3 separate regions of the Mus musculus genome follow, and all the other regions are linked to region 3. The links are chromatin contacts, called in public HiChIP or PLAC-seq maps. All regions are on one chromosome and are shown on one strand. Each heading gives the region's core, a stretch centred on a gene start, on an enhancer-like site or on the middle of the called end of the contact. The rest is flanking DNA. Distances are from core to core; before and after follow the strand shown.

Region 1 (3,088 bases), core at 243-2,742, 360 kb before region 3:
CAGGACAATGGACTGTGCATGCACCTGAAAGCACAGTGGGACAAAGCAGGTCGTTGGCCCTAGGTCCTCAGCAGCCTCCATTTCCACAGGCCCGGGGCACTTGGCAGGTACCACTGAGCTATACCCCTAACCTTTGATTAACACACACACTGGAGGATTGCCACCATCCAGGGATGGAGGGCATCTGTTGGACAGTTTGCCTTCTCAGCCCCACCCTGAGATGGTCCTCTGTCTGCTCAGCCTCCTAGAACAAGACACACAGACACTGTCCTGAGCAGCCCTCCTTCCTGAAGTTCTGGGTGAGCCTTCCCAACTCAGTCAAGACATTCACAGTTACACATTTTACAGAGACAGAAATTGAGAGTCAGTGACGTCAGCCAACCTACCCTAGATACACAAGGAGATGAAGTGGCAAATCTAGAGAGTAAACCCCAGACCCTGAAGTTCTAAAGCCTCTGTTTTCCTGGGACAGCACCCCCAGTTTCCCATCATGCTTTTCTCTCCCAGTGCTTTTGAAGGTGCTTTCCAGTTTTGTTTGGTTTTGTTCTCTTGCTTCTTTACAGTTCCATAACCCCTTTGACGACTTTGCTTTGCTTCATTTTTTGGTTGTTACTGGGTTCTTTTGCAGTATTGAGATGGCCCCAGGACCTTGTGCGTGCTAGGCAAGCCTTCTTTCTGCCCCTGAGCTCTATGTCAACCTGGATTTCTGAGCTTCCGGGTCTGGCCTAATGAGTCCTCTGACCATCCCCTTACTCACCAACAGGATACTGCTCTGTCTACTGCATCACCCTCCGGGTCTGAGATACGCTTGCAAAATTGTTCTCTCTCAAGGGCCTGCCCATCCTAGGAAACCTGCCCTGTTTAATGTTGAGACACCGTCCCCACCCCCACCCAAGTGAGGGCCCAGGCTATAATGCCAGGCCTCCTGGAAATACCTCCAGGTTTTCAGAGCAATGGTAACACAGAGCGATTGACCTTCACTTTCCTTTTTCTAAGCTGAGGATATAAATGGGCACATCCCTAGGCTCTGTCTGCAATCCGATGAGTTAACACGGCAGAGTCTACTCATGGTTACTACACTGCACGTTGCTGAACAAAAGCAGATGCCTACGGGCCTTCAAATTTTTAAGTCACGGGACAGAAACCCAGTCACAGCTCAGCAAATTCTAAGACAGAAAAAGTAACTTCCTCCCAAAGTCAGAGTTATACCACGGAGTGTGAGCGTACAGCCCTTGAATACCTCTAAGGACGGGGACCTCACTGCCTATCAGGGAGATTATCCCACTATTAAGTACATTTTATTTTGTTGTATCCTTCAATCTGATACAGCTTCCACCTCCAGCCCCAAGTCCTGCTCCCTCCCCCTGACAGCTGAGGTCCACATTCTTCACACTCTACCCTGGGCAGCCCCGGCTGTGTAGGGTGATTCAGAGTGGTTTCCAGGGTAATGGAAACAAACCTGGCACATTCCTCTCGGTGCCTGCACCTTCCCTCTCCAAGCCTCAGGGCCAGCATACCAGTAAGCAGCCTTGCTGACAACTCCCAGGCCACACCGTTCAGCCTGGGGTGGGGCCTGGTGACAAAGCAGAGCAGACAGTAAGCTTCATGGATGTCCTCAGAGCACGTCCTAAATCAGGGGAGGGAGCTGCCTAGAGTCTGCCGTAATGCCACAGGACAGTCAGGGGGGCTGGGTGCAGGCTTATGGGTGTGCATCTGTAGGAGACATGAAGATGTCTTCAGGCCATTTTTAAGGGCTTCCAGTTCGGGGTTAAGTATTGCTATCTTGCTCCGTTCCTTCATGCAAGGAAAAGTTGATGGGAGAAATAAGACTTGCAAAGCTTGATGTGAATGGGGCTGGCAGACTTTTATGGTAGGGAGGGAACATACCAGGGAGACTGAAGTTTCTGGCAAATGAAAGACAGGGCATGACGGGTCAAGTCTGCCAGTCAAACTCCTCCGCCTCTCAGCCTGACTGCAGAGATTAAGGGCGAGATGACTAGAACTTGATACAGGGCCTGCCACACACCAAGCACTGCCCCTAAAACAACCTAGTTGAATTTGTTCAATCCCACCCACATTCTGAGAGAGGTGGCTGTGATCCTCATTCACAAATAAAAAGATTGGGTTGGAGAGAGGGGCTGCTGTCTGCCTAAAATCACATAGCTAGAAAGTGAAGTATCAAATCATTCCTACTGTAGGACCAGACCACACTCCCTCCTGGTGCTATACATGGCCTGAGGGCCCTAGCGTCAGGCTAGAAGTTAGTCCAAATATGCATACACATGCACGTGAGCACACATGTCTGTAGGTTCACAGAGTCTAGCCTGAAACCAGGGCCTTGGAGCAGGCTGCAGGAAAGCAAGCTGCATTGAGGTTAGGAACCTCAATGGGTTTCAACCAGTCCTTATACTCTGCCTTTCAGTTCCTCTCTGACCTTCAGTTCCTTCCTCTGTCAAGTGAAGGTACCAACACCCACCTTTCCTGTGTCTGGGCAATGAGTCACTATTTGTAAATAAGTCACAAATGTGGAGGAGCTGCAAAGAGTCTAGACAGGCCATGAGAGGCCAAGGCGTGGATGAGGAAAACCTTGGCTCAGTGTACCAACACACCTCTGTCATTACAGCCTTCGGGATGCTGAGGCTGGAGGATCTTGAACTCACAGCCCAGTCTGGGAAACAGAGTGACGTTTATCCCAAAAGAAGTGTTTTTAAATGGGGGGTGGGGGGTGGGGGGCGGGGGGGTGGCAGTGTTTCCAGGTGAAACTTTCCCAGCCTTTCCAAGGCAAAACAGGCTGGAAAACAGAAAGAAAACCAGACTGCGGTCTTCAGGGCTTCTCTGGGGCAGTTCCGGGTTTTCCCAGTTGTTTAGAGGTGTTAGGCTAAAGGTTCTAGGCTGCTCATTATTCCCTGAATCACTGTGCCGAAGGGCAGGGTGGACAGGGTCCAGCCTCCTTCCCGCTGGTGGCCTCAGAGGAGTCTCAGGAGTAGAAGTGAGCCCAAGTCACTGCAGCGCGTTCTGCAAAGGAGATGCAGGCCTTCCATGAACGACGCGGCGAGATTTGGAGGGAGGTGGTACTCTGTGTCTGCAA
Region 2 (3,434 bases), core at 869-3,368, 500 kb before region 3:
CATTTGCAGCCACCCTGAGATTCACTAGCTTGCATCCCGAGAGATGAGAAGCATGCTCTGCAGGACAAGAAAGCACAGATAATGATGCTCTAACAGCACACCCTGGCCATGTGCTCAAACTCATTAGTTCTCTCCATCTCTAGTGTTTTAGCAGAGTCCAAGTTGGAGAAAAGAGTAACTAGTGGGACAGGGTGGGGAGGGCAGGGGGAGATGGAGAAGATCGAAATACACAGCTGAATCAGACAGAAGACATTTGCACAGAGGTCACAGGTATTGCATACCGTCTTCAAGTTGTCCATCTGGGAAGGGTGAAAATAGAGTGCTTTAGTCGTTGTATTACAAAGCTTGTATTTCTAGGGGTGTTAATACCCTTGCCCTCAGAAGATGCATGGGTATGATTGTCAAGTGAATGCTTAAGTGTGTCCTGCTTCAGTAGCAGCATAGAGATTGTGCCCAAGAGGCAGGAGAACCAGAAACGGGTTGTTTGAACGAGGTATGTGGTGCCATTGTGCCTGAGTTAGATGCACAAGATGGCCATGCTCTGTCTGCGTTGCTGCCTAGGCCTTTGCAGCCAAAGCAGCAAAAATGATGGAAGCAGGGACCAAGTTCCTGATGTTTAGTGCAAGTGACCAGTTGGGCCAGCCGGCAAGACAAGGGCTTCTCTCTCTCGGGATACACAGAGTAGATGACAACCAGTCATCACGCCAGGGACCTCAAGTCAACGCACACATTTCTTCTTTCTGGTCTCCAACAAGTATGTCCTGCATTAGCTCCTCTGAAGCTCTCAATGGGCTGGCCTGACTCAGAAGGCAGAGCCACTCATCTTTGCCATCGGCACTGAGAGGATGCTGGAAGACAGTGAACATAGCACCTGGGTTGGGACCATCATCAAGGAGGGATAAAGGTGATCTGGTCTCTAACTTCAAGAAGCAGTCCAGCCGGACCAGCCTCGTTTCCTTAGCTGATCAACCCCGCCACCCTTTAACCGTCCCTGGAAAATAATAAATAGTACCTGGAAAATAATAAATAGTACCCAAATGCTTCTACTGTGAGGAGATATGAACCTCTGGTGAACACCAGAGAGAAATCAAAACACTTCTTCCCCAGTGTTTTGCCTCAGGCAGAGCCCTGTCTCTACCTGTCCCTGAAGAAGGCAACCTTCCAGTGACTCCCTTTTCTTCCCAACTATCAACACTTTCCCAAGATTATTTATTTATTTATTTATTTATTTATTTATTTATTTGATATTTTCTTTATTTACATTTCAAGTGTTATCCTCTTTCCTGGTTTCCCCCTCCCCCTGCTTCTATGAAGGTGTTCACACACACACACACACACACACACACACACACACACACACACTTCCCTGTCCTGGCATTCCCCTACACTGGGGCATCGAACCTTCACAGGACCAACAGCCTCTCCTCCCACTGATGTCAGACAAGGCCATCCTCTGCTACATATGCTGGTGGAGCCATGGGTGGCCCCATGTGTACTCTTTGGTTGGTGGTTTAGTCCCTGAGAGCTTTGGGGGGGCAGGTTCTGGTTGGTTGATATTGTTGTTCCTCCAATGGGGTTGCAAACCCTTAATAAAACTGAAACCTCTTCTCCCTCCCTCCCTCCCTCCCTCTGACTCCATGACAAACCTCTCTGACCTGTGTGGAAAAGCCTAACTCACTTCATTGCTCCCTGATATTTCTCCTGCCTGAGGGTTGTAATAGCCTTGTTATTAAAGGAGCGCCAGTCTCTTTCCCAGACTCCGCCCTTCCTCATTAGCATATTTTCTCAGGCTCAGCAGCCAAGGCAATATGGTGGCTATCGGTGATCTGTGGCCTTGGTCACTTACTTGATGGTAGGTATGGTAGCTATGACCCATTAAAAGCTCAGAAAGCCTGCTGGCTTGGGAGTGGGGCGCTGTTTCCCAGAACTCATCCCATGTTCTGCCTAGTTTACTGTAGCCAGGGACCTGCTGGGCCTGTAAGGCAGGGCCCTGGCCCACTTCACACATTGGGTATTTCCCAACAGGCACTCTTCTGGCTGGGAACTTAATCCTGCTGGAGCCTGGCTGGGAGTGCCCCACGGGCCCCCTCCCGAGGCCCGAGTTCACATTCACGGAGATTGCCACACTACCAGGCAGGCCCTGAATCACGATGGTGACTCACTTGTCAACCGATTTCTCTACAGAAACCTCTTAGCAGTTAATTTCTGGCTAATTTATTATCCTTCAGCTTAGCCCTACAGCGCCATTAGCTAGGCGCCTGACACGACTGAGTGAAATATTGTCTAATTTATTATCTTATTACTCCTCTGGAACAGGATCAATTAATTACCCATTAAAGTATTTCAGCTGCGGAGATTTATTAGCGGCCCTCTGCATTTTAACAGATGATTAGTTATACATGTTTGTTTGCTTGAAGAGCAGAGACTAGCAAATGAATCGGCCATGGCGAGGGGAAAGGATTCAGAGAGAGAGGGAGCCGGGTGCGGCAGCAGGCAGCTAATGGGGCTCCTCTGCCTGGCGAAAATGGAGCAGTCAGTGACAAGAATTATCGACTCATTCGCTTGCGGTTTTGAGATAACCATATGTACAGGGAAAGGGGAGGGGGGAGGAGAAAAAACCCTCACTCAACTGCTTTTTCCATTCAATAAATTCGCTTCAGAATATATTGGATTGGGGTTTGATGGCTATTTCGTGTTTTCCAGAGTGCTGACACTGGTATGATTCAGTAATTATTGTTTCTTTTAAGTTATTGCTGTAATTTTGCTCTCTAAGATCCCAATCAATTTCTGCCTCTCAAGGGCACGCTTGAAAAGCGATATTTGAAAACAGCCCTCTGATAGATTGTGCTGCGAGACAGTGGCTGAGACAAATAGCCTAATCTGGCACAAATTAGCTTGGCTTCCACAGATAGTTTTATACAGCAATGTAAATTATATTGTCAGGCCCAGTCACTTTCCTGCTTAGAGTGCAGCTAACAAGGAACCATGGAGACGTGATTGGTGCGGCTGAGCCCTCCCAGGGCTGCTGCAGAGCCATTTGTAAGGAGAGAGAGAGAGAGAGAGAGAGAGAGAGAGAGAGAGAGAGAGAGAACGGGTACACATCAGCGCCTTGGGTTAACAAAAGCAAGGTGGTCCAGTGTGCTAGAACAGGAGGTGTGGATTGGACAAGCTCTGAACACTCCAGGCAGCACAGAACTAAACCATTGGAAGGAGATGCTCTGGAATGTGGGTTGAGCTGGTCCAATCCCTGGGAGAGATGCAAGACAGAAACAGTGCTCTGTTGGTAAGTATCGGCAGAGAGGCCACGACCAACCACAAACTCCTCTGCTCCAAGAGAAATAAATGGTTTCAAGGGGTCTGGGTCAGGCAGGAATGAGATGTGCTGAGCGAGCTGAGCTGAAGGGAAGACTGTGCTGAACAGAACTGGAGGAAAA
Region 3 (3,068 bases), core at 121-2,620:
ATTGCTATGGTTTGGAAGTGAAATGTTCCCCCTAAGCCAGTGTGTTAAGAGCTTGGTCCTCAGCCTGTGGTACTACCTGGAGGTTCTTGAACTTTAAAGAAAGGGAGACTAGTTGGAAGCAGCTAGGTCACTGAGTGTAAGCCCTTGATGGGGATATTAGGACCCTGGCTCCTTCATGTTTCTTTTAGCTTCATGGATACCATGAGGTAAATAGGTGCCCCCTACCACGTACTTCTACCATGATATACTGCCTCGCTACAGGGCTAAAGCAATATGGCCCTGTAACCATGACTGAATCCTCCAAAACACTAAGAGAAATTCAACTTCCCACCCTTATGAGTTTGCTTCTCTTTCCTCGTCACAGCCACTAAAAGCTAGCACGGGGGCTCACTCGTCCTTGCTGGGAAAACTCAGGCTGATGTTGGGGGCTTCTTGGGGAGGCCTTGGTTTCTCATGTGGTGAATCAGGTGCACCCCACTTACCAGGAGCTCCACATGGAGTGCATGTGGAGCTCTGAGGCAGCTGTCAGACATCTCTACCTTCTGACACTGGGTGCAGATAAGAATGAGTCTAACCTCAGTAATGTTGCAACCTAAGTGGGCAATTGATGTTTCTTGGCTTGCTTCCGAGAATCCCTCAGGAATTCTCCTGAGAAGTAGGGGATGGGAGAGAGAGGGAGGGGAAGACACACACACACACACACACACAGAGGCAGACAGAGACAAAGAGATAGACAGAGACAGACACACACACATATACAGAGAGACAGAGAGACAGACAGACAATCTTCTTCCAATGCCTGTCCCAACCTTTCCCCGTATTTCATGCCAGCAGACCATTGTGTCCAACTGTTCCTCTACCAGAAGAGATCTTCCCCAGGGACCACTGTCTTTTCTGCTCTCAGGCCTGAGCATGACAAGGCTGTGGTAAACCAGAGGCTGGCATCTGGGAGAGGTCAGCTGGGGGATGCAGACTTCAGCTGCTTAATGTTAGCAACTGCTTACATGTTTGTCAGGAGCTTTTTCTAGTCTGTCCAAGGACGGGGAGTGTGTGTAGATACTGTGGAGGGATAGCTTGGGGATCCTGCAGAGTGTCTTAGTTAGGGTTTTACTGCTGTGAACAGACACCATGACCAAGGCAAGTCTTATAAAGGATGTTTAATTGGGGCTGGCTTACAGGTTCAGAGGTTCAGTCCATTATCATTAAGGTGGGAGTATGGCAGCATCCAGGAAGGCATGATACAGGAGTTGCTAAGAGTTCTTCATTTTCATCTGAAGGTGACTAGCAGAATACTGACTTCCAGGCAGCTAGGGTGAGGATCTTAAAGGCCATGTCCACAGTGACACATCTACTGCAACAAGGCCACACCTCCTAATAGTGCCACTCCCTTGGCCAAGCATATTCAAACCATGACACAGAGCAATTGGGAGTGTACTGGCTAGTTTTGTGTCAACTTGACACAGCTGGAGTTATCACAGAGAAAGGAGCTTCAGTTGAGGAAATGCCTCCATGAGATGCAACTGTAAGGCATTTTCTTAATTAGTGATCAAGGGGGAAAGACCCCTTGTGGATGGGACCATCTCTGGGCTGGTAGTCTTGGTTCTATAAGAGAGCAGGCTGAGCAAGCCAGGGGAAGCAAGCCAGTGAAGAACATCCCTCCATGGCCTCTGCATCAGCTCCTGCTTCCTGACCTGCTTGAGTTCCAGTCCTGACTTCCTTTGGTGATGAACAGCAGTATGGAAGTGTAAGCCAAATAAACCCTTTCCTCCCCAACTTGATTCTTGGTCATGATGTTTGTGCAGGAATAGAAACCCTGACTAAGACAGGGAGTATTCACAAAAAACAGCAACAAAGGGAAGACCTGTGGTGAGATGATTCACTCAGCTGCTATGCTGTGCTGGTTCCAAGGCAGCCACTGCTTCTGTGGGGGTTTTCGTGACCAATCACTGATCATTTCGGGCTATTATTATTATTATTATTATTATTATTTTGGCTTGATTTGGCTTGCTTCCTTTTCTGCTAGCATATATCAACCTCCAGATTAGAAATCAGTGCCATCGCAGCGATGCCACTGGAGACCAGTGCAGTGTCTTGTGGCACGGAGTTTGGCTACTCTGCTTTATGTTCCAAATACAGGTCACACTTCTGCTGCTCACCCAGCAGCTCCCTGGATCCGTGAATAGAAAACACACATTAGCTTATTTTTAATATGCTGCCCTGGTCAGTGGCTGAGCAGTTCTAATCCTCAGCCTGGTACCCTAGGCCCAATCAGGGAGGTGACCAGTAGCCACTTACCTGAATTTTTACATGGCTTGTTGGCTCTTTCTCTTACAGCTCTAAATCTGATCAGTCTCCTACCACATCATGGCGATCCTCTGTCTCCTTTTCCCCAGTTCCTAGCCATTGCAAATCTAAAGGACCTACCCTGTCTCCCTTTGTTCAGCCATTGGCTGCTGGCACCTTTACTGATCAATCAAAAACCAATTGGGGGCAAGGACCTTTAGTGTTTGGACATTCAGATTCTCCATTAAATCAAAACATTAGAAACTGATCACCAACATCTCACCTCTGTCCAAATAAAAAAGTTTTTCTCTCAGGCATGAATTGAGTACAACCATAACAATGATGTAACTTGCAGAGTATGATATACAATTAGCATCCAGTCCATATTTGTCAACAAGATAAAGTACTCTACCATCATATCCTAACTAAAGACCTTAAAATTCTATACCTGAGTTATGTTTTGATTTTAGCCTGTATCACCATCTGAAAACCATGCTTTTAACTCTATATCATATTTCTCAATGTTAAACAACTAAAGTTTGCTTATGAGACTATAACTAGTTTTTAACCCTGTCAGAAATCCAATAACAAATTAAATATTACCTGAATATATAGGAAGCATAAAAATATAGCTTTCAAAACTTAAATTGTAGAGACAGCTGACAACCTATACAGTCCCCTAATTTCTAATAATGTTGGAGCGTCTGTCTTCAGTCTTTTGGCCTAGATCCATCTGGTAGGCCCTGAAATGAAGTGGGCATATGAAGGACTAGCTTACTCGGTCG

What was found. HiChIP or PLAC-seq counts read pairs in DNA pulled down with a chosen protein or histone mark.
Region 1: a contact with region 3 is called in a FOXA1 HiChIP or PLAC-seq map of pancreatic cancer cells. The contact joins two enhancer-like sites. A contact is called at or near these places in 1 of 115 datasets of contacts at active chromatin or transcription factors (pancreatic cancer cells) and 1 of 9 other capture datasets (liver).
Region 2: a contact with region 3 is called in a FOXA1 HiChIP or PLAC-seq map of pancreatic cancer cells. The contact joins two enhancer-like sites. A contact is called at or near these places in 1 of 484 Hi-C or Micro-C datasets (the G1E-ER4 cell line), 1 of 115 datasets of contacts at active chromatin or transcription factors (pancreatic cancer cells) and 2 of 9 other capture datasets (liver and pancreatic islet).

Annotation. Positions count from the first base shown.
Region 1 is chr8:26,885,834-26,888,921 of GRCm38.p6, forward strand. No RefSeq gene overlaps it. Among named protein-coding and RNA genes, the nearest start is that of 2310008N11Rik, 63 kb to the left of the region's middle. Within about 2 kb of position 1,493, at least 104 of the 459 cell types and tissues checked have an H3K27ac peak or open chromatin away from gene starts, as enhancers often do. A contact at or near this core is called in pancreatic cancer cells, where this site is marked.
Region 2 is chr8:26,745,328-26,748,761 of GRCm38.p6, forward strand. No RefSeq gene overlaps it. Among named protein-coding and RNA genes, the nearest start is that of Gm32098, 48 kb to the left of the region's middle. Within about 2 kb of position 2,119, at least 86 of the 459 cell types and tissues checked have an H3K27ac peak or open chromatin away from gene starts, as enhancers often do. A contact at or near this core is called in pancreatic cancer cells, where this site is marked.
Region 3 is chr8:27,243,326-27,246,393 of GRCm38.p6, forward strand. No RefSeq gene overlaps it. Among named protein-coding and RNA genes, the nearest start is that of Adrb3, 15 kb to the left of the region's middle. Within about 2 kb of position 1,371, at least 19 of the 459 cell types and tissues checked have an H3K27ac peak or open chromatin away from gene starts, as enhancers often do. A contact at or near this core is called in pancreatic cancer cells, where this site is marked.